2 separate regions of the Anas platyrhynchos genome follow, and region 2 is linked to region 1. A link is a contact called in public Hi-C data. All regions are on one chromosome and are shown on one strand. Each heading gives the region's core, a stretch centred on a gene start, on an enhancer-like site or on the middle of the called end of the contact. The rest is flanking DNA. Distances are from core to core; before and after follow the strand shown. Region 1 has its middle 53 kb from the start of GATA6. Region 2 holds the start of GATA6 (GATA binding protein 6).

Region 1 (3,105 bases), core at 350-2,849:
TTTACTCCGTGTGCTCACCGGCACTGCTCCTCGGCACGGACACATCCTCCTCTGCTCCCGGAGGTGAAGAGCTCAGGGGATGCGGTGTGCCAGCCTCATCAGCATCCCCTGCTCACCCAGGGGATGCTCGGCGTGCGGTGAAGCATCCTCGGGCACAGGGAGAGGGCTGGGCGTATGCAGGCTGTGCATAGCTCTGGTCCTGGACAAAGAGAGCCTGTAAGGCTGCTGGGATTTGCCTTTATCAGCGGCTGGGGCAGGAAACGTCCCACACCACAATAACCTGAACTCCACCTTATGTCAGCAAGCCCTACAAACAGAAGGACCCGGCCGTGGGCTTTTGCACCGCCTGGTACTGTACACCGTAGCCTGCTCACATGGTGAGCGGACGGAAAAACAACACGACTGGCCTGTGCTGATGGCAAGCAGATAACCGCTCGCTCCGCTCAGACGGGTATTGTTTCCTTCCCACCGGCCTTCTTTCTGCCTCCACCGAGCGCACGATAAAGCCCTGGCTTTTTATAGGGCTTCTGTTTGAGTTTGTGCTGATTTCAATGCAGTCATTCAAAACTAACACGCTCGGTGAATTGTTAATTCAAGCTCCCTGGAACACGGCAGCTCGGGAAAAATGTAAAGATTATTCTTAACCAGTTAGCGCCGGGTGGGAATTCCCACCGCTGCTGGCGCTGGGGTTGGAGCTACCTGGGCTCTTTATGGTTAGGGATTTTGGAGCCAGGGCTGGAAAGGAAGGAAGGGATTATGAGTGGATGTAAGGAGTGGCATTTTGGGTTCTGGGCCATTATTTTGGTCAAACTCTGCTGATGTTGCTGTTTTACGTCCATGTGCAGCTAGAGATAGCAAAGACCGAAGGGACTGTTCAGAGCTGGATCCTTGTGCTGGCTATTCCCTGAAGTGCTGACAGTGATTTTAGATGTTTTGCTGAGTTCTCAGTGCGTTACAGCAGCTTCCTGGGCCACCTGTTAATAACCTCTCCTCCCTCACTGCAGCACCCGAATGGCAACAGCTCATCTGGGAGAGGTAAAATGCCCGGCACGCTGGGGCACGAGTTTGGGTTTGTAGCGGGATGGTGCCACAACACGGCCCTTTGGAGACCATGTGGTGCAGGTACTGCTGATGGCCCATCTCCTTTCAGTGCAGGGATGTGGGCATTTGCCTTCATCAGTGCTTCCTACACTATTTCCAAGCTGAACACTCCTCCAGAGAAAATAAATGGATCACGAGAGCTCTGCAGTGCAAGCTATCAAATGCTTCTCTCTCACATACAGCTCAACTGCAGCCCCGTCCCTTGGCAGGTCCTCCACGCTCTCTTCTCTCCCACCCAGGTGGATCTCTGCAGCTGCTTCGTATTTTGCCCTGGGTTATCTGCAGCAGCTTTTTGTGTTTCCCTTGTCTGTGAATGGGTTTGTTTCTGCTCCGCTCCCCCTTGCCGCATTCGCTGCGCTTGCCGCACCTCGCTGCACGCTGTCTCTCTGCCTCCCGTGAAGAGGTTAATTTTGGTTGCCTGAAATATGCGGTGGGGACATGGGAGAATCTCCCGTCCTTGTAGTCATGTGCTTCTGCTCTTTTCCAAAGCCAAACAACACAATACAATTGGAAAAGACACAACAGCCCGGGCTCCAGCGCAGTACAAAGTCACCGCTCCGTCAACATGGGCAGCAGCGCTACTTGTCAACATTGAGCGTGCCCAAAGGTTTGGTTTGGTGCTGCTGCTGCTGCTCGGATTGTGGAAACAACCACAAAATGGCTTTGCCACCCTGGTAATATGCAAAGCTTGAGTGAGAAGCAGCCTCTGGCCCAAGGAGCTGCGGTCCTGTTAGACACGACATATGCAGGCAGGGAGAAGAGGCACGGAGACAACAGTGGCAGGGCGAGGAATAATTAATCCCAGGTTTCTGCTCATGGAAGGCTTTCCAGGGCCCTGGGTTGCCCACCAGACCAGGCACCAACTCTAAACAGCTTTTTGTAGCCATTTTTTTCTTGATCAGTGAGTGTTTAAAGCAGTATTTTGATGTCCCTGCACTGATTTTACTCTGATCTCTGACAAGTTATTTTCCTGCAGCAGCAGCTGACTAAGCAAGCAGCTCCAAGCTGAGCCGGTGCCTCCTGGCTTGAGGGTCCTTTTTGGAGATGCTGTGATCCACCTGAGGGAGGGCTTTGCCTTGGTGTGATTTGAGACTCTCTGGGTGGCATACGCAGCTTGTGAAAGGTGCTGAGAGTCTTGCCTAAGAGCCTAATGAAATTAAGCACTGTGACAATTACTGTGGTCGGAGCAACATCTGCTTCCTCTGAAAAATCACAGGCATGGAACATAACAGGCCAGGAGGGGCAGGAGAAGGAAAAACAAACAAACAAACAAACAAACAACAAAAACACCAAAATATTATAAATTAAAAAAAAATAAAATAGAAGTCCTCCAGCACCTACAGAGCATTTGTGGTACATGCTGGCACCCACGCCTCCTGCCCTTGTCATGGTGTGGGGCTGATGGGGCAGGAACAGGGTAGTGCAGGGCACTACTGCTCCTCATGTCTCCTGTCCTCCCTTGTCATACAAACCCAAAGCACGGGGACTGAATGTAAAACTGGGTGGCTTTTAACATGCACACGAGCATTTTAATGCCTGTGTGCATGCAGACTTCAGCCTCGGGTTAGATTAGTTCTGTGCAATGCAGTCAGGTCCTCTGGTTGTTTCCACCTATTGCTCTTCCATTGCCTTCACAAGAGGTCTGCAGTGACTCTTCTTGCACCTGAATCCTCCCCTCCACGACAGAAAAGAAATGTTTGGAAAAGTTTTCAGCTTGCTGCTCCTCCTCCTCCTTGTTAAATTTAGCGCAATCTTGTAAAGCACCGTCAGGAACAGCAATTAGAGAGCCGCATGTTTTGGTTCATGGTTATCTGCAAGGTCAGCGAGAAGAACAGTTTGTGTTGGTGAAGGTTCCTTGGTTCTCCTGCAATTTAAACAGGGAGGCAGCACGTTAAAAATACAAAGCAAAGCAAAATGTGATAGCCTGTCATGACTCTCGCAAACTGAACCCCCTTTGTAGATCCCAGAAATTATTCCTTTCCTTCGTAATATCGATGAAATTTA
Region 2 (3,341 bases), core at 317-2,816, 53 kb after region 1:
CCGAGGGCTGGACCCGGGGGCAGAGCTGAAAGGAGAAGGAGCGAGGGTGGAGGGGCAAGGGGTGCGTGGGGGCGGTTTGCCACGCTGGTCCCAGTCCGGCTGGGCTTGCTAAATGGGAAAATGAAGGAATTGCAATTAATATTAATTAATAAAGCGCAGTTACGGGGCGCGGCGGCAGCCTGGCTGGGATGAAGAGGCGTTTGCATCCTTCCCCCGCTCCTGGAGCGTATTTTTTAATTTATTTTTTTTAAGTGAAAACACGTAAAAAAAAAAAATTAAAATTAAATAAAGTGGCAAATTCGTGTCGGCAGAAAAGGCGGGGAATTTCGAGACGACGAAGCGTTTTCTGTTGAAAATGACCCCCACGAAAGAGCGTCTAAAAGTCAAAAAGGTTAAAAAGAAAAGAAAAATCCCTCCAATCTCTGCCTTTTTTTATCAGGCAGGGCGACCCGAGGAGCGCTGTTCATTAGCCAGAAGTTCATTAGCCCGCCTTTAACCCCACAGGGAACCGGCTCCCCAGGCACCCGCTCGTCCCTCCCCGACCCCTGCCGCGACATCCCCGCAATCACGGCGCGCGATAAAGCCTCGCTGTCGCGACACGTCCCCCCCCTCCCAGGCGCCGGCGGAGCAGCTGGCTGCCCCGTGCCACATCCCCCAGCCTCTGTCGTCGCCTGCCCCAGGTCACCTTTGCCTTGCGACCCCCCAGGAGAAGCGGGGCCCGGGCCCCGGGCTGGATGCGGCCCCGGCGAGCCCGGGCTGAGCTCTGCTGGCAGCCCTGGCCGCGGATGCGTCTTTCTGGAGGGACTGATGATGACAGATACCCAGCTGATAACCTCTGGCGAACCGAGTTATTTTAATTTCCAGTCACTTTCCTGCTAAGTGCCGTATCGGTTTGTACACAGCTGAGATAAGAGGATAGGGCTGGGGAGGGGGGAGGAGGGGGGGGGGGAAGGGTTAAAGGGAGAGGTTTTGGGGGGGGGGAGAAAAAGGGAAGAATGAGAAAGAAACAGCGGAAAAATGCCTACCGCCTGCTGCTGGCTTGGCCACATCCTACGGCCGGCTTTGGCTTCACCTGATGGCTGGGGCAGCTCAAGGAGGAGCCACGGTTTTTTCCTCTCGGATGGCTCTGCTTATAAGAACCGGCAGATTTGGGGTCGTTCACCTGATCCCTTACAGCGGGAGCCAAGGGCACATCCTCCGGGGCACAAAAAAATCCCTAAGAAAACGTGAACGTTCCCCCTAAACGGGGGAGGGAGGAGAGGGGGGGGGAGGCATTCACTGTGCTTTAAAATCATCATCATCATTTCTACGAGCCCCCTCCGCTCACCCCTGGGCAGGGGGCCGCTGCCCCCTCCCATCCCATCCCATCCCATCCCCGCGGTGCCCCCCCCGTGTCCCTGTATCCGTGTCCCCGTCCCCCCCCCCCTCGACGGGGCGGCCTCCAGGGCGCCCGCCCCCTCCGTGGCCGAGCCTCGGGCCGGTTTCGCCGCCGGGCCTGGCACCCCCGCGGAGCTCCGTGTTTGTTTTAGGGCCGGCCGAGCCCAATCAGCGGCTGCTGCCTGCACTTTTCCGGCAGGGCTGCGAGAGGCGCCTCCTCCTCTCTCCTTTTTATACATCCAGCCGCCCGCCGCCGCCGCCGGACTCGCCGCCGCCGCTCGCCCCCCTCGCCACCGGATTTACCTCCCCGGGACCCGGCCCCATGAGGGCCACCGGCTGCAGGTTTGCCCCGGCCCTTTTTCTCTTATCCCCGAGCTTCCCCGGCCCCATCTCCCCCCCGCCCCGCACAGCCCACCCCGGGGCCGGCCGCCGAGGGGAGCCGAGCCGCTCCCGGCCCGGGGGAGCCCCGGGGAAGCCCGGTGGGCAAACATCCGATGCCGGTGGCTGCAGCCCTTATCTGGCCGGCCCTTATCTATCCGCCCGTTATCTCGCAGGGGGATAGGGAGAGGCGTCCCTGGCTGCCGGGGGGTGGGTGGCGTGGGGCCGGGCGCGCTGCGCGGGTCGGGGGGCGGTTATCTCGGTGGGCTGAGGGAGGGGACCCCCACCGGAGGCTTTGCTCGCTGTCACCCCTCGGAGTCCCCTTTCCCTTTCTGCTCTTTCCCCCCGAAACGCAGCGGGTGCCCGCCTGCCTGCCTGCCCGTGCCCCGGCGGTCCCGGGATGCCAGCGGTGCCCGGCTGGCGGCGGGACGGTGCCGACCCCAAAAGGACCTGCTGGGGGTCGGGGCCGTCCCGCTGCCACCGGCTCCTGCCCCATGCACAGCACCCCCAGCCCCGACCCCATCACAGCGCACACGTCGGGGCCCGGCCCCTGCGCATCCCCCGGCTCCCGGGTGCCTTCCCTCCTCCTCCTCCTCCTCCTCCTCCTCCTTTCCGTGACCTTGGGCTGGAGACGAGCAAAAGAGCGGGGCTCCCGGCGGAGAAGCTCCCGTCTCCCCCCGGAGAAGCACCCTTCCAGGGATCGCCCTGCTAATTGTTTTCTCGGTGGAACCGAGTCAAATGACTCATTCATTGAGGCAGCGCTAACAACAACAAGGGCAGCGGCGGCGGCCAAGCCAGGGGACACGTCCCTCTGCCCCCCCTCGTCCCCACACCCTCCCCAGAGCCCGGTGGGGACGAGGGGGGCAGCGGTGGGGCGGTGTGAGCCACGGGGCGCTCCGAGGGTCCCCGCTGAGCCTGGTTGCGGGCGGGAGAGCGGCTGTCCCGCTCGCTAACTTTGTTGTTATTATTTCTCTCTCCCCCCCCCTCCCTCTCTCCCTCCTCTTTTGTGCCCTCCCTCCCCGCCCTGCCCTGCGGACCCCCCTCCCCTCCCTCCTTCCCTCCCTCCCTCCCTCCTCCCCCTGCCCTCCTCCCTTCCCCATCCCCACCCAGCGGCTAGAAGGGGACCTGGATGGCCGTGGCTGAAGGCGGCTGGTGCGTGCTGAAGCGGGGCGCTGCGGACTCCGGCGCTTCCTCCTGCCCCTTCGCGGCCAGCGAGCCGGGCCCGTCTCCTCCTTCGCCTTCCTCCTCCTCCTCCTCCTCCTCCTGCAGCGGCGGCTCCCAGGGCGAGCGCAGCTCCTCCGAGCCTCCCGACGGCGGCCCCCGGCCCGCCCCGTCGCAGCCCTCGGGGGTCCCGCAGCCCCCCGGCCCGCCCGGCTGGGAGGACGTCCTGCTCCTGGCGGATTTCCAGCGAGCCACCAAGCTGATCTGGGCCAGCCGCGGCGCCAAGCCCAGCGCCGGCGGCGCCGAGCAGCCCGAGGAGATGTACCAGACCTTGGCCATCTCGGCCGCGCAGGGCCCCGCGCCCTACGACGGATCCCCGGGCGGCTTCATGCACTCCTCGCCCGGCTCGCCCGTCTACGTGCCCA

The links. Hi-C and Micro-C count contacts between places; a contact is called where the count stands out from the background.
Region 2: a Hi-C map of small yellow follicle shows a contact between it and region 1, with 2.4 times the contacts expected there. The contact joins the promoter of GATA6 here to the enhancer-like site in region 1. A contact is called at or near these places in 3 of 8 Hi-C or Micro-C datasets (F1 follicle, F5 follicle and small yellow follicle).

The regions. Positions count from the first base shown.
Region 1 is chr2:54,558,177-54,561,281 of IASCAAS_PekinDuck_T2T, forward strand. No RefSeq gene overlaps it. Among named protein-coding and RNA genes, the nearest start is that of GATA6, 53 kb to the right of the region's middle. Within about 2 kb of position 1,600, at least 4 of the 8 cell types and tissues checked have an H3K27ac peak or open chromatin away from gene starts, as enhancers often do. A contact at or near this core is called in F1 follicle and small yellow follicle, where this site is marked.
Region 2 is chr2:54,611,284-54,614,624 of IASCAAS_PekinDuck_T2T, forward strand. It overlaps GATA6 (GATA binding protein 6), which reads left to right and starts at 1,567. Exons shown (of 7, transcript XM_027451957.3): 1 at 1,567-1,719; 2 at 2,866-3,341. The coding sequence starts at 2,885. It overlaps LOC101798838 (a long non-coding RNA gene), which reads right to left and starts at 1,334. Exons shown (of 3, transcript XR_011807594.1): 1 at 1,026-1,334.